Linked DNA regions of Mus musculus: regions 2 and 3 are each linked to region 1. A link is a contact called in public promoter capture Hi-C data. All regions are on one chromosome and are shown on one strand. The core of a region is the stretch at or near the end of the contact, and the rest is flanking DNA. Distances in the headings are between cores, read along the strand shown. Region 1 holds the start of Zfp719 (zinc finger protein 719). Region 2 holds the start of Napsa (napsin A aspartic peptidase). Region 3 holds the start of 2410002F23Rik (RIKEN cDNA 2410002F23 gene).

Evidence for each region. Promoter capture Hi-C pulls out the DNA fragments that hold promoters and counts their contacts.
Region 2: a promoter capture Hi-C map of the C10 cell line shows a contact between it and region 1. The contact joins the promoter of Napsa here to the promoter of Zfp719 in region 1. A contact is called at or near these places in 3 of 39 promoter capture datasets (the C10 cell line, embryonic stem cells and pre-B cells).
Region 3: a promoter capture Hi-C map of neural stem cells shows a contact between it and region 1. The contact joins the promoter of 2410002F23Rik here to the promoter of Zfp719 in region 1. A contact is called at or near these places in 2 of 39 promoter capture datasets (embryonic stem cells and neural stem cells), 2 of 484 Hi-C or Micro-C datasets (CD4 T cells and rod photoreceptor), 5 of 115 datasets of contacts at active chromatin or transcription factors (bone marrow-derived macrophages, embryonic stem cells, extraembryonic endoderm stem cells and 1 more) and 1 of 9 other capture datasets (adipose tissue).

The regions. Positions count from the first base shown.
Region 1 is chr7:43,578,244-43,581,006 of GRCm38.p6, forward strand. Zfp719 (zinc finger protein 719) reads left to right here and starts at 1,343. Exons shown (of 4, transcript NM_172482.1): 1 at 1,343-1,523.
Region 2 is chr7:44,571,111-44,573,873 of GRCm38.p6, forward strand. Napsa (napsin A aspartic peptidase) reads left to right here and starts at 1,335. Exons shown (of 9, transcript NM_008437.1): 1 at 1,335-1,579. The coding sequence starts at 1,506.
Region 3 is chr7:44,245,395-44,248,157 of GRCm38.p6, forward strand. 2410002F23Rik (RIKEN cDNA 2410002F23 gene) reads left to right here and starts at 1,328. Exons shown (of 6, transcript NM_025880.4): 1 at 1,328-1,429. LOC115486841 (a small nucleolar RNA gene) reads left to right here and starts at 2,696; the gene lies at 2,696-2,763.

The DNA.
Region 1 (2,763 bases), core at 93-2,592:
TTGGGACTCCTGAGGTGTATCTTTGATGATGAAACTGTTTCCTAAATCATTATTCCTGTAGTCTGTTCTCAGTGGGAAGCTCTAGACTATGTGTGAACTGGGCATGATTGCACATTGTTGTAATCCTAGAACTTCCCTGGTATAGACAAGATCAGAGTAACTTCAAGGCCAGCCTGGTCTACATAGTTCCAGACCAGTGGTTCTCAACCTTTCTAATATTTTTCATTGCTACTTCATAACTGTAATTTTGCTACTGTTATGAATCATGATGTAAATATTTTTGGAGATAGAGGTTTGTCAAAGGGGTCATAACCCACAGGTTGAGAACCACTGTTCTAGACTGTCCAGGGCTAGAATGTGTTTAATATGGAGATAACTCACACAATTTTATACTTTATTCTTATAATGTACATTAGGTCTACTAATTTATTCACTACAGTGCTAGGTGTTTTTCCCATTTGACTAGTGTCCCTGTTTATCATTATTTCCACTGCCCACCTAGTTCTACATTATTTCTATTATGCGATTTAGAAGACATTTTACTTCTAAGTAAGAACAGGTTTCTATCCTCTGGGAACCGTGAGATGCCTCAGTATGACGTAAATGATGGCTTATCTCAGTTTCTCACCGTTGGTGTTCCATATGACTTACCTCCTGTTTCCTAATAACCCCACATAGTTTTCAATTTTTGAAAAATTAGAAAAGGCCAGTGTGGTGATACACATCTTTAATCCCAGCACTCGGGAAACAGAGGCCATGAGATGTCTGAGAGTCCAAGGCCAGAATGACCTTCATGTCCGGTTCCAAGCCAGTCAGACCAATATAGTGAGGTCATCTCAAAAATAAGAACTTCTTTCAATTCTGGTGAAAATCAAGAGAAAGTTGAAGAAAAAGAGAAACAGATTAAAAGCACTTGTTGCTCTTGCAGCTGTCCTGGATGCTATAAACTCAACATGCAGGCAAAAATACATAAAGTAAATCTAATAAAATACAGGGGAAAAAAAGGTACATTTAGGAAGATGTAATGTTACAGTGTCTTAGAATTATATACACATACAAGACGTTAATAAATCCCCTAAGCATGTGAGACAGCCTTGGACTTTCACCTATCACATTCTTGTCGGCTGTATGGAACCGTTGCGCTTTGATGCTTGCCTCTGTGTCACGGGAGTGTGGGTTCAGCCATGGCACTTTCTAGGAAGAAGTTAAAAAAAAAAAAAAAAAAATCAGAAACCACCAGATGAGCCATAATAAGTACTGGCAAGACAGACTTCCGCCAGTGGTGGTGCGCATGCGCGCCACCCAGGGCTACGTGGTAGTGAACTGAGGGAACCCTTATTCAAATCGGAAGTGGCCTAGAGTGATCACATCCGCTCAGATCTTAAAGTAGTTCGCCTCTCCTGTCGTTGCCAGGGTAGCGTGGGTGTTTGGAATCCGAACCCATGGAATTGTGGGTGTCTGTGGGCGGAAGTCTCGCAGTCCTGGCGTGCCGTGTGCAGAGCTTCTCTAAGGTGTAATGTGAGGTGAGTGGATGTGGAGCAGAGGACGCTGTGCTGCTGAGCGCCGGTTTGTGCTGAGTGATGGTTGAATCGGCCCCAGGGGGGGATGAGGTGGATAAAGTGGGGGTCGTTCGGTTCTCTTTCATTCTGTTCCTGCGGGTTTTCCGCGTCTGTATTTTGTCACTTCCCAGTATGCTGTCCTGTGGGATTTCCCACCGTCGTCCGTGAAAATTACCATGTGAGGGCATTCGGGGCAGGACTCAGTGAGTGGGCGCTGCAGCATCCGGGAGCTTCAGGGCGAGGACCTTGAGATGGCTTGTGATCCGCTCAGTCTGTGATTGGCTTAGGAGTCAGGCGATGGAGCTTGAGGCCAGTGTAGGGTGCTTTGTGAGGGCGACCGCGTCGCTTTCTGGGCTGTTTGAGTAGCTGGTAACTGGAGCCCTGGCTCCTGGTCAAACACTGGCCTTCGAGAGGAGATAAACTCCAAAGAGTAAGAGAAAACGGGGAAATGAATTTATTTACGTTTGGTCCAAACTGGAGACCCAGTGCCCTCCATCTCTGTCAGCCTAAGCAGTATTAGCAATAGAAGGCACTGCCTAGAAGCCAGGAGATGTGTTTAGGTATATTTAATGTGGTCACAGTTATCTAAGCGGGGACATAGCCTTGGGGCTGCCCTTAGGTGTTCTGGATATTTCCTTTCCCCCGTATGCAACTGAAGACAGAAGAAAGATTTAAGAAAAAACTAGTCATTTCAGTTACAATTGAAAGTTTACATAAATACTGCAGTCCTTTGCTGATGTGAGGTCTGATCGGAGGTTTGACTTGTGCCTGGGATCTGTGAATTTGGCAAGGATTGGTAATTGGCAGTTACGCAGAAAGGTGCTGCTGTAAAAAGATTGTAAGGCAGAAGCCTGGGTTCCTGCATCCAAACAGGCAAGGGCCAGCCTCATCCAGTCTGCCTACTGAAGAGACCAGTGAGGAGGAAAGGCAGGAGAGTGGAGATGTGGGTCAGCAGTGTTGGGTTCCCAGCACCCACACCACATGGTGCCTTGGAACTGCCTGGTGGGACGATTCCAGGGGATCCGTGTTCCCTTCTGGCCTCCCAGCTAATGGTGCACAGACAAAGACAGACAAAACACCCACACACGTTTCATTTTTAAATGTTTGAATAGTAAGAATAAATCTTTAAAAAAAAATTTTTTTTTCCGTTAATGTTGGGCGAGCTGCCTTCTCCAATTATTCCCCACCTCCTAAAGAAATGTTA
Region 2 (2,763 bases), core at 85-2,584, 990 kb after region 1:
TGATCTCTGGAGTGCTGCAGTCGATGAGGGGCAGGGCCAGCTCTTTTTCCTGCCTGCCGCAGGTGGTGAGGGGGCAGAGTTTCAGTTTTCTTTTGAGACAGTTTTCACGTAGCCCAGGCTGACCTCAAACTTAGCCAAAGATGCCCTTGAGCTCTTGATCCTCTTGCCTCTGCCTCCCAGTTGCTGGGATCACAGGCGTGTAGTACTGTGCTAGGCAGCTCTCCCGTGCATGTGCATCTGGAGGCCCGGGGGCTGTTTCAGGTGTCTCCTCTATCACTCTTCACTGTGCTTTCGAGTCAGACTCCCTCACCAAACCCGTAGCTCGTTGATTGGCTAGTCTGGCTGAGCAGCAAGCCCCTGGGGTAGATCTAGCTGCATCCCCAGTGCCAGGACTGCCACACAGGGCACAGGCCAGCTCCTTATGTGAATGTGGGAGCTGGAACTCAGGTCCTAATACTTAATACTTACCTAATGCTTCTGGCATCTCCCATCCCCGCTGAATGCCTTCAGTCCACAACTCTAGGTAGTGCTTCTCAGCCTTTCCAGTGTGGCGACCCTACAGGGTCCAGTTCCTCACGTTGGGGTGACCACCAGCCATGAAACTATGCTGTTGCTACTTGGTCACTGTAGTTTTGCCACTGTTATGAATCGTAATGCAATATCTGATTCGCAGGATATCTGGCATGTGGCCCTCAAAGGGGTCTTGACCCCACAGGTTGAGAACCGTTGTTCTAGCGCCTAAGGCAAGAGGATCGCTTGAGCTCAGTAAAGTCATGAGATCTTGTTTCAAAAGAAAAGGAAGGCCAGGGAGATGGCTCCACAGATGAAGGCACTGGCTGCCAAGCCTGCTGACCTGTGTTGGACTCCTGAGACCCACCCGCAGAAAAGAGAGAACTGACCCCTGCAAAGTGTCCTTTGTCCTTTAAATTCCTGCTGTGGCATGTGGATGCACACACAAATGAACTAGCTAATTAAAATGTGTAAAGAGAGGGGAGCCCCTTCTCCCTAAAAAAACCAGGCAAGGGCAGAAAGAGTGGGTATCCTGAGAAGCTGACAGAGCCACCCACATAGGAAGGACAGCACACCTCTATTGTAACTGAGTGTCCCCTCCCAGACCCCCCACAGACCTTTCCTGTTCCTCCCTCTTGCTCAAGAAAAAAAAATTGTGGTTAATGAGTCTCAGAAAAGCGAACTGAAAGTTAAAAGTAAAATCCATAGAGGGGCAGGAAAGGGGTGGGTGCGGGTCTCCCTCCCCATGCTCTCAAAGGTACAAGCCAGGAACCAATGAACCTCAGCACACACACTCAGCACATACCTTAAACAGCCCGGTTCTGGCCCTGCTACTGAAGGACCTCACACACACACACACACACACACACACACACACACACACATACACACACGTCACTTCTGTGTTCCAGTAGGTGGTGGGGCGTGAACAGGGTGGAGTCTCAAGGGGAAGAAAAGGGCCACAGGACATCTTGGCCCAGCTCTAGTCCCCAGAGATGTCGCCACTACTGCTGCTGCTGCTGTGCCTGCTGCTGGGGAATTTGGAGCCTGAGGAGGCCAAACTGATCCGGTATGGGGACCCCCACTCTCACTCCTGACAGATTCCCAACGGCTTGTCCTTTAAGACTGAGGCTGGCCTTGGTGCCCCAAGAATCCAATTTTTTCAGGGTTCCCAGATTTTACTTGTTCGTCTCTCTCTCTCTCTCTCTCTCTCTCTCTCTCTCTGTGTGTGTGTGTGTGTGTGTGTGTAAGAGATACAGAGACAGAAAGAGACAGAGACAGAGACAGATACAGATAGATATACACACACACACACACACACACACACACACACACAGAGAGAGAGAGAGAGAGAGAGAGAGAGAGAGAGAGAGAAAGAGAGAGAGAGTTTTGTGAATGTGAATCTAACTGCACGCTTCCTTACTCTCTGAGCCATCTTAAAGGCCTGGGTCCCCAACTCTCAAACTGGGTTTCCACCCTGAGAAATTCAGCATAATACCTCCTGTTAGGAGAAGTAATGGGAAGGAAGCAAGGGAGAGGGAGGAGAGAAAGGGTGTTTGTCCTGGAGTAGAATAAAGGATTGCCTCTGAATAGTGAAGACACAGATGTGGCCCATAGGCAAATGGAGGTTTATAAAGATGCAAGAGAAAACCCCATGTTTCCCCAAAGGGGGCTTTTTTTTTTTTTTTTGCTGCTGGACTTCAATACTTTGATAGCTGAACCTTGGTAATCAGCCTCGGGAGGAGGAAGTGGCCACATAATGGTTTTTAGCAAAGCAGAAGGCATGGGAGAGAAAACCTAAGCCCGCCAGAGCCACGCTCGCTGCACTCAAGCTGGCCAGGGTCCCTTCATGTCCTAAGACCCCACACTTTTTGGTTGTTTAGTTTTTGGCTTTGTCCAGACTTGGTCTTGTGTAGCCCAGGCTAGCCTCAAACTCCCTACATATCAAAGAATCACCTTAAACTCCAGGTTCTACTGCTTCCACCTCCTAAATGCTGGAATCCCTGGGAAGAGAGCCTTGAAATTTGTGCTATGTAAGTGCTCTACCCACTGAGCCATATCCCTAGCCATGGCTACAGCCCCACAATTTTTAAAAAAACATACTGTCTCCTTATGTAGCCCTGGCCTTGAACTCACTATGTAAACCAGGCTGGCCTTGAACACATAAAGATACTCCTGCCCCTGTCTCCCAAGTGCTGAGATTTTAAGGTGTTCACCACCAAATTAAGTCCAACTTTTGCTTTTGGCTAAGGT
Region 3 (2,763 bases), core at 78-2,577, 670 kb after region 1:
CAGCTTTCTCCATTTATGCAGCCCATGGTTCCCCAATAGTGGGTGTGCCTTCCCAGGTCAACTAACCCAACTAAGATAACCTGTGCATGGTCAGCGGCTAAGCTAACCTAGATAACTCTCCACAAGGTATGCTCCAAGGCTTCTTTCCTAGGTAATACCAGATTTGGAGAAGTTGACCATATTAACCATCAATGTGGTAACGGGAGCCAAGCACAGAAGCAGACAGGGAGCTTTCTGAGCTCAAGGCCAGCCTGTTCTAGAGAGAGAGGCCTTGTCTCATCAAACTATTGACTTTCCTCTGGTGTGAGCCAGCAGCAATAATGGAAACTCGTTTACCTAAGAGAAGAATCTTTCCCTTTACTTCAGACCACTAGGTTCCCAGGCCAGTCTCCCCAGCGGAATGAGAAAGAGCCCTAATGAGCAGAGGGCCAGCTAAACAAAGAATACTCAGGTCACATTAAGGAATCTAGAGCTTGAAGAGTGTAACATAGACTATTTGGAGGGCAAAATGAAGAAAGAGAGAACTGGTATGAGGTGCAGACTTTTAAAAAAAAAATGTTCTATGACTTCTGTGGTTGAGGACCCACTTCGAGCTCATCCAAGTATTCAGAACCCTGACCCTTATCCCCCAAGACCTAGGGGTTCCAGCCCTCCGCCTCCTTCCTCAGACCCAGCAGTCCTTATCTCAGCCTCCAGATTCAAACCCAGTAGTGCAGCCCTCCAGCCTCACGCCCTCATACACAAGGGTCCAGACACCACCCACCCTCCCTCACACCCAGGGGTCCAGACCCCAACCTGCCCTCTTTCTGGCACAGGGAATTCCCCTCCTTTCCGCCCTAGCGTCCCCGCTCCGGGCCCGCACATCACAGAACCCAGCCCTCTAACTACACCACACCCATGGTTCCCTAAAAGTCTGCCAGTGTGTGCTGGTCCTGCCTCCCGCGCCGCAGCTGCGACTACTGCCGGGTGGGCCCTTTTAGCGGACCCCAGCTTCTGCAGCAAAAACGAGCTAGCCTGCCGCGCTGGCAAGTCGGGGGATTTCCGGTTCTGGCCAAACCCCCACCCCATGGGGGGCTTTCTCGTCCCGCCCTCTCCTTGGGAGCTGTCTAAGAGCTGCCTGACGGAAGTAACGGAAGAACCTTTCAGATATGTTCTTCATTCTCTTCATCCTCTTTGGGAACAACGTACCTTATCACCTGATCAGGAATGTCCTAAGGGCAACAGACGTTTATTCTTTCTGCCACCGTGAAAGCAGGATCCCCGGCTCAGGCGTAAGTGTGGGCTACCTCAGGGCGGGGCCCAAGAGCCGCTGGAGGCGGGGCCTTGCGAGCGCGATGGGTGGGGCTGACGGGCAGCGCGCGCTATAAATGGGGACACGCGGCGGTGGCGCGCGCCTGTGGCGATCGCGTGTGAGGTGAGGTCTGTCCCGGTGAGTTTTTCCACGGTGTTGGCCTCGGTACCTTCCAGTCGGTGGTGCTGCTTTGCACCCTGGGAAGCACGTGTCCCGAGGTGTCCGTGGCCTGGTCACGGGTGTACCTGTCGCGCGGACGGGCTCAAGGGCGCTGCTTGGGGCCGCGGGCGTGCTCGGGCTGGAACCAGGGTTTCTCTCGAAGGGGCGGATGCGGGTACTTTCGGGACAATGCCTTTCGCCAGGTTTGTGGAGCTTGGGATGCCGGGCCAGGCCTTCCTTTGTCTTGCCTTAGCCGGGCTACGCCATTTCTGCTGCTCACGTCGCGGGTCTTGTCCGCCATCTTCCCGGTTTTTTTTTTTTTTTTAGGCGACAGGGAGGGGGGTGTGTGACATAGAATCTTTCCTCCCAGTGACAGCCCCGTGCTACCTGCAGGTTCTCTCCGTAGGAAATCTCTACCACTGCCCCTCCCCCGTGTGGGATTTTGGCAATTTTGTGCAACCTAGAACACATGAGGGCTGGAGGAGGATGGGGTGTAGGGGCAGATACACGATACGGAGTTACCAAGGCGGAAGTGAGTGCACGTGGAGGACTGGATTGCTTCGGAGCAGCAGGTAGGAGTAGACGAGGAGGAAGGGAGCCAGGCCTTTGTTCACCTGCAAGAATACTAATACAATGGCTACAGGATGGTCTTGTAGGGCCTGATGGTACAAGCATTTTCGGTTCAGCTACTCAAGTAAATTACATATTTCTCCCAAAATATTTTAACCACACCTTTGCCTGTAAACCAATCTTTTTCTGCCTACTTACTGGTCAGTGCCATTATCACACTTGATTAAACTCTTTCCTCTTGGGAATCCTACTGTTCTCTTTGTGTTCCTTGCTAAATCATCTCCCAGACAGCTTTCACAGGGTGGTTCAAATCTCGCTGAGTAAGTCACTGGGCCTTCCATTTATTTATTTATTTATTTATATAAATATATATATGTATATAAGCCTATATTATATATATAAAATCTCAGCAGGGTTTTGCTTGTTTGCATTTTGCTCTGTAGAACCCCCATAGTTCTCCCACCAGGCTCCTCAGAAGGATGTGTGTCTTTGCAGGTTGTGTTTTTCAAGGTTACGAACCAAGACAGAACATCATGTCCATAGGGAATCTCTATGGACCTACTGGACTGGGGAACTTGGAGCCTCTAGTGGATTTTGTGTTTGTCAATCTTTTCTATTGTGTTAGCTTGGCCACCATCCCTGAAGGCAAGTAGCCTTGACATTGCAGAAGGCCTGAGGCTCCTGTGATGTTTAGCACTGGGCTCCAAACACCCTTGAGGACACAGTGCCCCTCCAGGACCTTT